2 separate regions of the Pan troglodytes genome follow, and region 2 is linked to region 1. Evidence: chromatin contacts called from public Hi-C data. All regions are on one chromosome and are shown on one strand. Each heading gives the region's core, a stretch centred on a gene start, on an enhancer-like site or on the middle of the called end of the contact. The rest is flanking DNA. Distances are from core to core; before and after follow the strand shown.

What was found. Hi-C and Micro-C count contacts between places; a contact is called where the count stands out from the background.
Region 2: a contact with region 1 is called in a Hi-C map of stem cell-derived neural progenitor cells, with 4 times the contacts expected there. The contact joins two enhancer-like sites. A contact is called at or near these places in 4 of 7 Hi-C or Micro-C datasets (blood, induced pluripotent stem cells and stem cell-derived neural progenitor cells), 1 of 1 datasets of contacts at active chromatin or transcription factors (stem cell-derived excitatory neurons) and 1 of 1 other capture datasets (stem cell-derived neural stem cells).

What each region holds. Positions count from the first base shown.
Region 1 is chr3:53,626,698-53,633,068 of NHGRI_mPanTro3-v2.0_pri, reverse strand. The region is part of intron 4 of SHROOM3 (shroom family member 3); the gene reads left to right. Among named protein-coding and RNA genes, the nearest start is that of CCDC158, 75 kb to the left of the region's middle. Within about 2 kb of position 3,103, at least 4 of the 24 cell types and tissues checked have an H3K27ac peak or open chromatin away from gene starts, as enhancers often do. A contact at or near this core is called in stem cell-derived neural progenitor cells and stem cell-derived neural stem cells, where this site is marked.
Region 2 is chr3:53,679,491-53,686,197 of NHGRI_mPanTro3-v2.0_pri, reverse strand. All of the region lies in intron 4 of SHROOM3 (shroom family member 3), which reads left to right. Among named protein-coding and RNA genes, the nearest start is that of CCDC158, 22 kb to the left of the region's middle. Within about 2 kb of position 4,982, at least 3 of the 24 cell types and tissues checked have an H3K27ac peak or open chromatin away from gene starts, as enhancers often do. A contact at or near this core is called in stem cell-derived neural progenitor cells and stem cell-derived neural stem cells, where this site is marked.

The sequences.
Region 1 (6,371 bases), core at 1,854-4,353:
CTGATAGCAGAGAAGCAGAAGTTGAGCTCTTCTGGTGTTGAGGGCTCATTTTTCCTGATGTGGGGAGAGGGAATAGACGAAGTGGTTGGGAACATTGGTGAAGGTCTGATGTGAGGCATGTGAGCAACGTGGAGAATGGGAGCAGTGTCTGATATCAACTTAGGTGAGAGACTACCATATGTGTATGGCACCAGTCTGTATTGTGGTATCATTTTCTTCAGCACTCAGCAGCCTGGGGTATAAAAACACAGACATAGATGACACAAGGTTGTAGTTCTGGCAGGTGGATGCCATAGGAAGTCAAGGAACCAGGCACGACAAGAAAGGACTTGAAGATAGGAAGGAATGACTAGTTTGAGAGAAAATGGAGGTGTCAGTGGACCAAAGCTGTTCATACAAGGGAAGGATATGTGTGATGACCAAAACAGGTAACACGTGTCAAGATTAGGAGGTTAGGCTAGTGTGTTGAGAGTTTGGAACAGGAGAACTTAAGGTTTGAAGGTTTAAGCATTTCTGCCTAATGACATGACTAGGATATGCCACAGCACAGGTGTGTGAGTGAATTGGAGGGTGTGCTTCTGGGGTGAGGAGGGCAGGGCACTGCAGTGTTAGGGAGCTGGATGGTCCATCCTCTTGGACACTGCCAGCACTGAGCCCCAGTAGTGGCCCAAGGAATTCACACTGCACATGCAGCTGTTACCTGCCCCAAGTCCCAGAGATGCCATCACTTCCTGTGTCAGGCCTTCGTGGAGCAGGTGTCCCTAATGAAGGCAGTGGGCAAAGACAAATGACTTGGAGGTATGGAATTTCCCAAGGAGACCCTTTTGTGGTGGTATGGAAACCAAACCACTTGTTAACAGGTTACATATTTCCCATCTTTCTGTTTTCATGCTGACATAGGTGTTCTTGGACTCATTGACCCTCCTGGTAAATCTCCCAGTCAGGAGAGATCCACCCTTATTGGACCTCATTCCATTATCCTCCTATGTATTTCGACTTGCTGTCCTTGTCTCCTAATCATCTCAATGACCCAGGCATTGAAGAATGAAGAGCGCCATGATATTGTAAGAGAAGCAGTTTGATGTAGTAGACAGGGTCATGCTTTTCCTTCTGCCTGGATTGTTCCCTATTCCCTTCCTCATTCAGTCAATTCTTACTCATCCTTTCCTTTTGGCTTAAATGTCTCTCTTCTCCCCAGAGTATTTCAGAGTCCACTTCTGTATTATATACTCTCAAAGCACCTTATTCCCCTTTGTGACTCTTATCACAATTGTAATTAAACAAACAAAAAGATTATTTCATTACTTAAGGTCTATCTGACTTGATGGCATGTAACCTCTATAAGGATAAGGCTGTCTGTGTTATCCCTAGCTGCTAGCATGGTGCCTTACATAAAGAATGTGCTTAATAAATATTTGTAGAACAAATAAGAGACGTATATGGAACTGAGAGTCCATTTCTGTTTTAAGGCATGTTCCTATTTAGCTGTGTGATCTTGGACAAGTCACTTCAGCTCTCTGAGCAAAATAACTTCTTACTCACTTTGACATTGTATGATTTCTGATTTCACAGTCTATCAGCCAAACACCTTAACAACTCTTAACCCCAACAGTATGTCTGGGCTAACTAAAAGCATTCATCTGGAACTTCTTAAAGTAGCTTTTTCCTAGAGAAACTATTTTTCCTTGTGTTTCAGTAATCTCTTTCTAAGTAAAAAAAATTCCCACATTTAGTGGCTTAAAACAATAATTTGCTCTCTCAAGTAAACAAGAAAAAAGTAATAATAAAGATCAGAGTGGAAATCAATAAAATAGAAAAATAAAAACAGAGGAACATGACATAGAGACTGTGCAATGTTTGGGGAAAGAATATCCAAGGCAGAGGTACTGCTAATCCACAGGTCCTACAGCAAGGCATGCCTGACATGTTTTTTAAAATCAGAAAAGAGGGCTGGGTGCAGTGGCTCATGCCTGTAATCCCAGCACTTTGGGAGGCTGAGGTGGGCAGATCACCTGAGGTCAGGAATTCGAGACCAGCCTGGCCAACATGGTGAAACCCTGTCTCTACTAAAAATACAAAAATTATCTGGGCGTGGTGGCAGGCACCTTTAATCCCAGCTACTTGGGAAGCTGAGGCAGGAGAATCGCTTGAACCTGGGAGATGGAGGTTGCAGTGAGCCGAGATTGCGCCACTGCACTCTAGCGTGGGCAACAGAGCAAGACTCCGTCTCAAAAATAAATACATAAATAAAATAATAAAAAGATAAAATAAAATAAAAATCAGGAAAGAGGTCGTGCATGGCTGGAGCAGAGCACCCAAAGTGTATTGAGCCCCTGGTCAATGTGAGGACTTCGGCTTTTCCTTTGAGTATGATGGGAAACCCCTGGATGGTTTTAGCAGGGCAGCAATGCAATTTGAAGTCCTCAGCTCTCTCCTTCTGTGTCAATTATAGTTTGTTCTCTTGCCTCTAGTCATACAAAGTTGTATTTCCCTGGATTGTGAGACAGAAAAATCTAATTCTATATGATCAGAGATAGGCTGTTGCTTTGGGCAGGTTTTTATTTCATGTTTATAGATTAAGAGTTTGCACTTTCAGTTCCCAGGGAGTTCACACAGATGGGGTGACTGCTTTGTCTTAATTGCAATTGTCATGATGTATGCGTACTTTCCTAGAACTGGACTGAGGCTCAGATGGATAGATAGTTCAAGGAAGATAGATTAACAGAGAGAGGGAGGGAGAAAGAAAGAGAGAGAGAATAGATTAAATGGATGGATGGATGGATGGATGGTTAGATTAACAGACAGACAAAATAAATGGATGATGATAGGAGGAGGAGAGAGCTCGTCCTCTTTGAGGCAGTGTATAAGGAGGACTGGTTGACTTTTTCTTTCTTTGTGAATCACAAACAGAGTTTAGAAGTGGCATGGTTTCATTAATGCTACCTTAATTAATATCCCCTTAATCATCAAGTATATTCCATTTTGACAAAATAGAAACTGAATTCCTTCTTATCTCCCAAAGGCAATGGAAAGGCTAGAGAGAGCTGGCACTGTGCTATTACAAGCAGATGAGCGGCATATTTGCTGAATAACGAGAGTAGCTAACAGTACTGAACTTTGCCCTTTTGGTGTGGGACTCTTTCTTTCCTGAATGTTCAATAATGTCTGGCTCTTTTCCTTTGTGTTCTGGTTTTATGCAAACACAAATTACACTCTTGTTGACTTCACTGTAACCCATGAAATTAAAGAAGGGGAAATTGGAGTCCTATAGAAGGCAGTTTCACCAGTCCTGCCTCTTGGATTTGTGCGATGGAAACTGAGAACAGCTGTATTTTTCTAACCAATTTTATGAGAAAAGAAGTGTCTCCAGCAGTAATCAGCACAGGCACATGATAGGAACAGACAGAGATGCTGCTTTAAAATCATATATTCTAGAGCTGAAAGCCATCTAAGAGAGCATCCAATTCTCCCTCATTGTATAAATGAAGAAAGTAACTAAAGCTCGGAGGTACTTGTTCACACTTCTTGAGTATATACTAATTATGGGAAGCAACGTGGCATCACAGAAATACCACAGGCCTTGTGGAAGTCTGTGTGGGAATCATAGCTCTGCCACTTCCTAGCTGCTGTGGCCGTTGGGCAAATTATATTATCTCTTTGAGCCTTCTCTCATCTGTCCCTACTTCATGGGCTGGTTGTAAGAATCACATGACATAAAATATAAAGCCCTGGCACAAAGTAGATAGTTAATAAATAGTAGTTATGATTAGCTCGCTTTTGTTGCCAGTGACAATACAGAGTAAAAACCATCTCAGCAAATACTTAGTATAACAATAGGATTTTAAAATGTCAACCAATGGCAAACTTGTTTGAAGTAAATTTCAATATACTGAAATTCCAATATAATTCAGGGAAACAAACATTTTTATATAAAATATTGTGCTATATACTAGAGTTAGTTCAAAAATAAGAACAAGGTCTGGGTTCTGCTTTTAAGGAAATGAGAGTAGACATGCACGCTTGGCTGCCTTTCAGTGAGGGCTGTGGGACGGGCCACTGGGGAGGAGGGGACATGGGTCTCTGGGTGCACAGAAGAGGTTCTTCCTGGACAAGGAGCTCAGGGAAGTCTTCACAGAGAAAGTAACATTCGAGAGGTTTTTAGAAGGGTCTAGAAAAACAGATTGAGGGACATTCTTATTGAAGGGGGCCCCATAATTACAAATACAAAGTATATTTAGATTTAACCAACTCCTCTGTTTAAATAAGCATAGAATATGTGAAGGGCAAAGCTTAAAATAAAAATGATAGCTACCACTTACGGAATTCACTCATGTATTCACTCTTTTGCTCGTTGTGCAACTCTGTGAGGTAGATTATTATCTCCATTTTGCCAAAGAGGAGACAGGCATGGGCAGGTTAAATGTGTTGCCTAAAGGCCTCACAGCTGGTAAGCAGTACCAAACTTGAATTCAGGTCATCTGACTTCAGAGTCCATGCTCCAGTTCGGACATTAGACAGTGAGCTTGACTTTTTCTGCTAGCCGCTCCAGATCTATACCCTCCTCTTCTCCCTGCTGCTCGGGGACCCAGGGAGCTGAGCTGTGTGGGCTCTGTCAGCATGCTCCCTTGGCCCTGGTTTCCCGTCATAATAATGGAGGGAAATGGGAGATGGGGCCTCAGGTTTGCCAGGGCTGTATCCCTTTGTTAGAGGACACAGCTCCTGTTGGCCAGCCGCTCCTGCAGCTACAGGTCTCCCTGTGTTGAAAAACTCTTCTGTCTCCTTGTCCCAGGACAGCTAATGCTAGCCTCAGAACACTTCACCATCTCATGTTGGTTCCTTTAACCCTGTCCCTGTCTCAGTGAAGATCGGAATTTGGGGGTTATAGGATAATCTCCTGTTCAGCTTTAGTGGATACTACCAAATAGTTTCCCAAAGTGGTTATACCATTTTTTTTCCTACTAGCAGTGTAGGAAAGTTTTAGTTGCTTCCCCCTTTTGCCAACTCTTGGTATTTTCTGTCCTTTTCATTTTAGCCATTCTAGTGGGTATACAGTAGTATCTCATTTGTGATTTCAGTTTTCATTTCTCTGAGAACTACGGAAGTTGGATACCTTTTCATGCGTTCATTGGCCATTTGAATATCTTTGGTAAAGTATCTAAATCTTTTACCCTTTTTCTTTTCTTTTTTTTCTCTTTCTTCTCCCTCTCTCTCTTTTTTTGTTTTTGAGACAGTGTCTCTCTATTGCCCAGGCTGGAATGCAGTGGAGTGATCCCAGCTCACTGTAACTTCAAACTCCTTGGCTCAAGAGATCCTCCCACCTCAGCCTCCATAGTAGTTGGGACTACAAGCGCACACCACCACACTTGGCTAATTTTTAAAATTATTTTGTAGAGATGGGGGGTGGTGAGTCTTGCTATTTGCTCAGGCTAATCTTGAGCTCCTGGCCCTCAAGAAATCATCCTGCCTCAGCCTCCCAAAGTGCTGAGATTATAGGTGTGAGCCACTGTGCATGGCCTTTTTGCCCATTTTTAAATTAGATTGTCTTTTCTTTTGGATTATGAAGTTATTTATAGATTATGAGTAAAGTCCTCTGGCAGAGATATGTATTACAAATATCTTCACTCTGAGGCTTGCCTTTTCGTTCTCTTAAGCATATATCTTTTGATGAAGAGATGTTTTTAATTTTAATATACTCTATACATTTTGTTTCTTTATGTTACTATTTGTAAAAATAATAAGAAATACACATATTGCTCTCGGCCCACAGTCCCTGATACAGAGATCTTAAAACCCTTGTAATTTCCTAAGCAATAAGGATGCTAGGAGAACCTTTTGTTCTAATATTCGAACTTTTACTCTGGTTCCTGACTTTTAAAGTCCTTAGGAATTTTAGAGCTTTTAAAGTTCTTAGGAATTTCCTGGGCGGCAGGAGCATCGTTTAATAAGGTAGCTCTTGGTGGACTCCTGGATGGGAGCTGGTCACCATAAAGACTAAGCCATAATTATAAGCTGGGGTCTTTCAGCCCTAACCCACCAACTTGCCACAATTCTCCAGAGAAGGGAAAGGGGCTAGAAATAAAGTTAATCACTGATCATGTCTACATGATAAAGCCTCCATAAAAATTCCTAAACTATGGGATTCAGAGAGCTTCTGGGTTGACAAACACATCTGCATGCCAGCAGGGTGGTATACCCCAACTTCATGGGCATAGGAGAGCCTGCACATGGGACCCTTTCAGACCTCGCCCTATGTATCTTTTCATCTGGCCAGTCATCTGTATCCTTTATTATATCCTATAAACATAAGTAAAGTATTTCCCTGATGCTGTGGTTTGAATGTTTATCCCCTCCAAGCTCATATTAAAGCTTAA
Region 2 (6,707 bases), core at 3,733-6,232, 51 kb before region 1:
GCAGTGGTGCGATCTCGGGTCACTGTAAGCTCCACCTCCCGGGTTCACGCCATTCTCCTGCCTCAGCCTCCTGAGTAGCAGGGACTATAGGCGTCCGCCACCACGCACGGCTAATTTTTTGTATTTTTAGTAGAGACAGGGTTTCACCGTGTTAGCCAGGATGGTCTCGATCTCCTTACCTTGTGATCCGCCCACCTCGGCCTCCCAAAGTGCTGGGATTACAGGCGTGAGTCACCGTGCCCGGCCCCACCCTTTATACTTTTCTATGAACCCTAGCTCCCCTGTTAGACTGTTACCTTCCAGAAGCTAAAGACCCTTCATTGATTCCTTTTCTCTCTCTCTCTCCCCTTCCCTTCTTTCCTTCCTCCTTTTCTTTTTATTATTCATGGTGCTTAAACTATACGTAACAATTATGAAAATGAAAATGAAAATGTGAATGAATAAAGAGGAAGATAAGTATTAGAGAGGATATTCTTAAAAATCTTTGTTAGAAGCTACCTAGGCCAGTGTGCACACAGGTTACTAGAAAAACCTGTTTAAAAACTAAGGCAAGCAGGTTAAGTTGGGCTCAGTCTGACCATGTCTTTCACATGCACATATGTAATGTTTGGTAAATGTCTGTTGAATTGAATTAGATTGAGAAAAAAGGGAAACTCATGTTTTTCTTTAACTTTTAAACCTTTAAAAATTATTATTTTAAAGTCTTACGCATTTTTTAGCACAAATTAATTTTGATATTTCCTATCATTGTTGTTGGAAATAACTTTTATTCAAGTAGCATGCTGACATGCTGTACCAAATGGGTCTTAGCATCAGTAAGAACTCTGCTTTCTTTCACAGCTAATAGATTCCCAAGGCTTTGCCTTCTATGCAGGGGACACAATTTATTTTAAGAAATATTCATCTCATTTTAGTGAGCCCACAGTGTGATTGGAGAGGCATAATGAGAGACTTTCTATCAATTTTTGAAAAAACAAAACCTCAAAGGACATGCTGGATCTTAACTAATCCATAGACAGACTCTTCCACATCTCTCCCTTTGATGTAGTTCCAAACAGTGAACATCTTATCCAAAGGGCCACAGTGCAGAGTCCTTGTTCTCCCACTTGGTTCATCCCAGGAGTCCATCCATCTCTTGTGCTCTGACATCCCAGGCACTTTTCAATGAAACAAAATGAGGCGAAGATTCTCTACTAAATCTAAGCACTGTTTCTCCCCCTCTTCTAATGACTTTCTCCACAAAGGCTACATGGGTACGCTGTGGATCTTGGTTTGTAGAATGGAAGTGATTCTTTTCTGCCTTCAGAGGAAGCTTTCCTGATTTGGCAGACCGATGTACAGAACACTCTGTCCTGGGCATCTGAACCTGAATTTGCACTTATGTCAACTACATTTTTTCATTCCTCAATATCTATTTGTTTTCTTCTCCATTTTCAGCAGTATTTTTTTCTTGGAGATGTATGAGATTATTTATTTATTTTGAGACAAGACTTCATTCTGTCACCCAGGCTACAGTGCAGTGGCATGATCACAGCTCATTGCAAACTTGACCTCCCTGAGCTGAGGTGATCTTCTCACCTCAGCCTCCCAAGTAGCTGGGATTAAAGGTGGACACCACCACACCCGGCTAATTTTTGTAGAGGTGGGGTTTTGCTAAGTTTCCCAGGCTGGTCTCAAACTCCTCAGCTCAAGTGATCTGCCCACCTCAACCTCCCTTAGTGCTGAGATTGCGGGAGTGATCCACCACGCCTGGCCTAAACCTTTATTTTTGAATGCCCTTTGGTGCATGTATATTAATTTATATTTGTAATTTCTATGTTATATATATGCATATATATATATTTTTTTCATTTTAAGTGAGGTTTTCCAGCATAGAAAAAAGCTTACATCCCAGACAATATAGGGCTCTGAGTGGGAATAAACAAGTTTTATTTCTACCCTAGCTTTTACTGGCTATGTGACCACGGCAAGTAACAGCCTTCTTGAACCTCAGTTTCCAGTTTCCTCATCTTTCTTTCTTTTTTTTTTTTTTTTTTTTTTTGAGACGGAGTCTTGCTCTGTCGCCCAGGCTGGAGTGCAGTGACACGATGATCTTGGCTCACTGCAACCTCCACCTCCCGGGTTCAAGCGATTCTTCTGCCTTAGCCTCCCAAGTAGCTGGGACTACAGGCATGGGCCACCATGCCTGGCTAATTTTTGTATTTTTAGTAGAGATGGGGTTTCAGCATATTGGTCAGGCTGGTCTTGAACTCCTGACTTCGTGATCCGCCCGCTTCGGCCTCCCAAAGTACTGGGATTACAGGCATGAGCCACCGCGCCCAGCCAGTTTTCTCATCTTTCAAAGGCACCAGGCATGGTGGCTCACACCTGTAATCCTAGCACTTTGGGAGGATGAGTCAGGTGGATCATTTGAGTCCAGGAGTTCAAAACCAGCTTGGGCAACATGCCAAAACCCTGTCTCTACAAAAAATACAAAAATTTGCCAGGCATGGTGGTGCATGCCTGTGGTCCCAGCTACTCAGGAGGCTGAGGTGGGAGGATCGCTTGAGCCCAGGAGGTGGAGATTACAGTGAGCCAAGATTGTGCTACTGCACTGTAGCCAGGTGACAGAGCCAGACATTGTCTCAAAAAAAAAAAAAAAAAAGGAACATTCTTACCTAATGAAGTTGTTATAAGTATCCAACATAGTATAAGCTATGCAATAGTGCTTTGTAGGTATCCAGCATAGGTAGGCAACTCATATGCCAAAGATGATACTTGGCTGATTTTCTGTATCATGGCCAGCAGTTGCTACCTCACACTGAAACACTGAACAGATTATTCCCTGCCATCATAGAGCTTATATTCCAACAGAAGGGGACTGGCAATAAACATGTTTGTATATGCTAATTGCAGGGTGTGGTAAGTATTATTAAAAAAAAAACCCCAATACGATATGTTCCAGAGTGATAGTGTCTGTGAGGTAGAGGTATGCCACATGGTGATTAGAGAAGGGTTTTCTGAGGAGATGACATTTCAGCCAAGACCTAATAAGAAATGAGAAGCCAGACATGCAAAGAGGTTTATAAGTTGGGCTGAGGTAGGAGAGTCTTAGAAAGTTCTAGAAACAAAAAGAAAGTCAGTGTTATTGGAGTACAGTAAACGAGAGAGTAGTATGAGAAATGGAAAGGTAGGCTGAGGTCAGATCACATAAGGCCTTGCAGGCTGTGGGAAGGACCTTGGACTGGATCTAAATGCAGGGTGTGAGGGTAGATCGCACCAAGAGTCTTTCTCTATTCATGGTGAAATGGACAGACCCATGGCAGGTACTTAAACCCTGGGAGGTTTTTCGTACTGGCTCTTAAAGCCACCTTCTTCCTCCCTCTCATGTACATTTCTAAGGCACTTCCTGGGTCTACAACAGGACAGGGCTTTCCAAAAGACAACTGTTAACCAAAAGACAACTGTCAACATCATAGTAACTTAGGGAATGATGCACAAAGAAACAGTAAATACTCTCTTTGCTGTTGGGAGAGTTTTCCCCCTCCACCCCATAACTCTTGATCTCTTGGGTTATTTTTCACTCTCAATTGACAAGACTTCCTGGGTTGCTTTTATCACCGTGCTGTAAGTAACTTGACTGAGGTCCTGCTCTGTAACAGGCATGCTAGCTCATGTAAGCATTACAAAACTCTGGGAAGTCCTATAGATGGAGAGACTGGACTCTTGCTGAAGGTCATAAAACTACTAAGGTACACATCTAAGACCTTTTTAACTTTCAGCCTGAAAAATTTCTTTCAAAGTAAAAACTGCATTGTCACTTTGTGATCCCAAAGAACCCTTCCATCTATGTTACCCCATATCTTGATAAACTGGTAAAAAAAAAAAAAAAAAAGTGGAATGCATGAACTGTGTGCAACAGTCAGTCAACTTGGTGGCATCCTTAAGGTGCCCTGCTCGGTGAAATGGCAGGGGGGTTGCACATCTACTTCTATTAACAATGGGAGTTCAACTGGGCTCTCTGCATCTTCCCAGGTGCTGCTTCCTGCTGCTTTTTACTTCTGCTAGACTCTGACCACTCTGATTGTTTGGATGGGGTATATCCCATCACATGGATAGGCCATGAAAAAACCCCCAAGGCCTGGTACTCAAGGAGAAATACTAGACAAACATTAGATGGTTTAAAGCTAACAGGGACTGAAACCAGTTAAAAGAGGGAATCAGACATAAGTTGCAAACTGATAGAACAATGATCTGCTGGGGCACATTAGGTTCATGCCTCCCGACATGCTGATGAGCCCCGGTTATGAGCTGGGCACCACAACTGATGGTCTTTTATGAAGGAGTGCTCATTACACCAAACTTTATCTCATTTTGTTTGTCCCTTTCTAGCCCTTGCTTAGTTCAAAATGTAGTACATCTGCTGTGCTCATCCAGCTTCATCTACTGCTGAGTTGGCTGTGTCCACGCTCAATCTGTCTGCTCTGGTTTCATGATGGTCACTAGCATTCACTTTCCCTGCAAGGCCTACTCTCCGGCTTTCCTAATAGTATACTCTCTTGGCACGATCCTGGGAACTTCACGTACAGTTGTTACCCTCAAAGCCATTGCTACCTGCTAGGGTCTTGGCTCAATTGGCCTCATCTCTCACTCATTCTTGGTTCCTGGAAACCTGGTACAGACAGATCCTAGTATTCTAAAGATCTCAAAATTTAAAAATCATTGTGACATGAATTTGAAGTCAAAACCCAGGCAATTTAAGTGGAAATAAGCATTCTTCAGGTTAGTCAAAGTGCTTAGCACTTTGTATATTAAAGTGTATCCTGAGCCACACATTTGCTAGAAGGTAAGAAGAAAAATTGGACTCTAGAATCAATTGCCTTTCTCTTTTCCTTTGAAAAGTTAAAATTTTTAATGAAAGAAGTTGTGTGTGTACAATGTAAGCTTTTATCATCTTGCATGTGTCCTCTGAGAGGTTCACATTTTTGAGGCCTTGTCTCATGGAAACTGGGAAATGAGCTTCTGGAATTCAGACCCAGGATCTGGCTGCATTCCAGAAATAAATATACATGTTGGGCGTTGAGATAGACAATTAAAAGAATAGGAGAGTGTGCAAACTTTTGAGAATGAGAAGGCAGAAAATAGACTCTTTTCTCTCATGCTTTGCTTTTGCTTTTGTTTATTTTTTATATTTTTACTTTTGAGTATCAGCTAGTGAGTAGCAGGGCAAAAACAAGGCAGCCATTGATCTAAGTGTAAGGCAGCAGGAGGAAGGTTAAGAGAATGAGTGTTATTCTTTAGGACTACATTCATAGTTGCATGGTGGTGCTCTTGGCTCAAAGTCTACAATTAAATCAGTTGTTGGCGCTCCCTTGAAAGCGTTACTATCACAGTTTCCCCTGCATATGTAAGTCAATAAATTTGACCTTTAAGAAGGACAGTTGGTGTAGACCCCCTCCAGTGGGCCAACACATATTGCAAATTTCTGAACTCAGGCCCTGCAAAGTACTACTGCCACCTTGCTTCTTTAACAGAGAAGGCAAAATAAACAGAGGAGGATTCCATGGTATAAAAAAGAAAAAAATACATTATTTATATTTAAATAAATAAAATTATTTATAGAGCATTATTTATATGTGTCAGTCTCTGCCGTGGGTCAGGTACTATGTTAGATTCTTTTATTTATTATTTTGTGGAATGAGATTTGTTTTTATATATGAGGAAAGAGGTTTTTCATAAAAGATGGAGCCAAGATTTAAAGCTAACTCATTTCATTCATTAGTTATCATATTTAGTCAACACATCATTTATTGAGTGCCTAAAATCTGACAGCACTGGGAAACAACAGAAGATGAGGTCACTGCACCCTAAAGGAGCATGTTCTCCTTTTTTCTTCTTATACCACTGCAACTGACCCGTCCACATTTCCTCACCTTCATTTCTGTGTGCATTGGCTGGACTTCCAGCTGTCAGCATCTGCAATTCTTTGCTTGGAAGCCCTTTGCCACAGTAATGACACCAAGAGCAACCCTCCATGACCAACTGGAGTTGGTACGTAAGCAGCTTAGTTCTTTCATCTCTCAGATGGGATGACTCTAAGGTGTATGTTTTCCACTAGCACCTAGAATTTCTTCAGAATCCAACTCCAGTTGCCCACAGTTGTAGCTGGCTTGATCAAACATCTATGTCAGCTGCCTTCCCTTTTCTACCTCATGTTCCCACTTCCTTGTCAGCTTTCTTTACCCCCAGGTAAACTACTTGCATTTGAAGTTTTGTCTCAGGGTCTGTTTCTGAGGAAATCCAAACTAAGATGACCACCATTTAGAGAATGCTTACTAAGGGATAGCCAGACCCTAAAGACTAATGTAGATTTATCTGTTTCCAAAATCTGTGATCTTTGGAGCATTGCACTGTACTATGGAATTCAAGCGGAAGGAATCCCATAGAATCTTACACCTAATCTTTTCTTGGGTGCTAAGGAAAGTGGAAATCCATCCCTAGACAGGATATTTTGTAGTTCTCTCTTTTGGCCTTCACCCTCTCATGGGATGGGTGTGTCTTCTCTTTTCTCCACAGAATTGACTGAAAAGTCTCATTATGCTTTTATCATCACTTCATTTCTCTGAATGAATCAAGCATCTCTGAATGAAATCAAGATTTTCTCCCTCCCGTCTGAGAGTAGGATCCACTCTCTTGTTCTATATGTTCTCTTTTGTTCTATAGGTTAA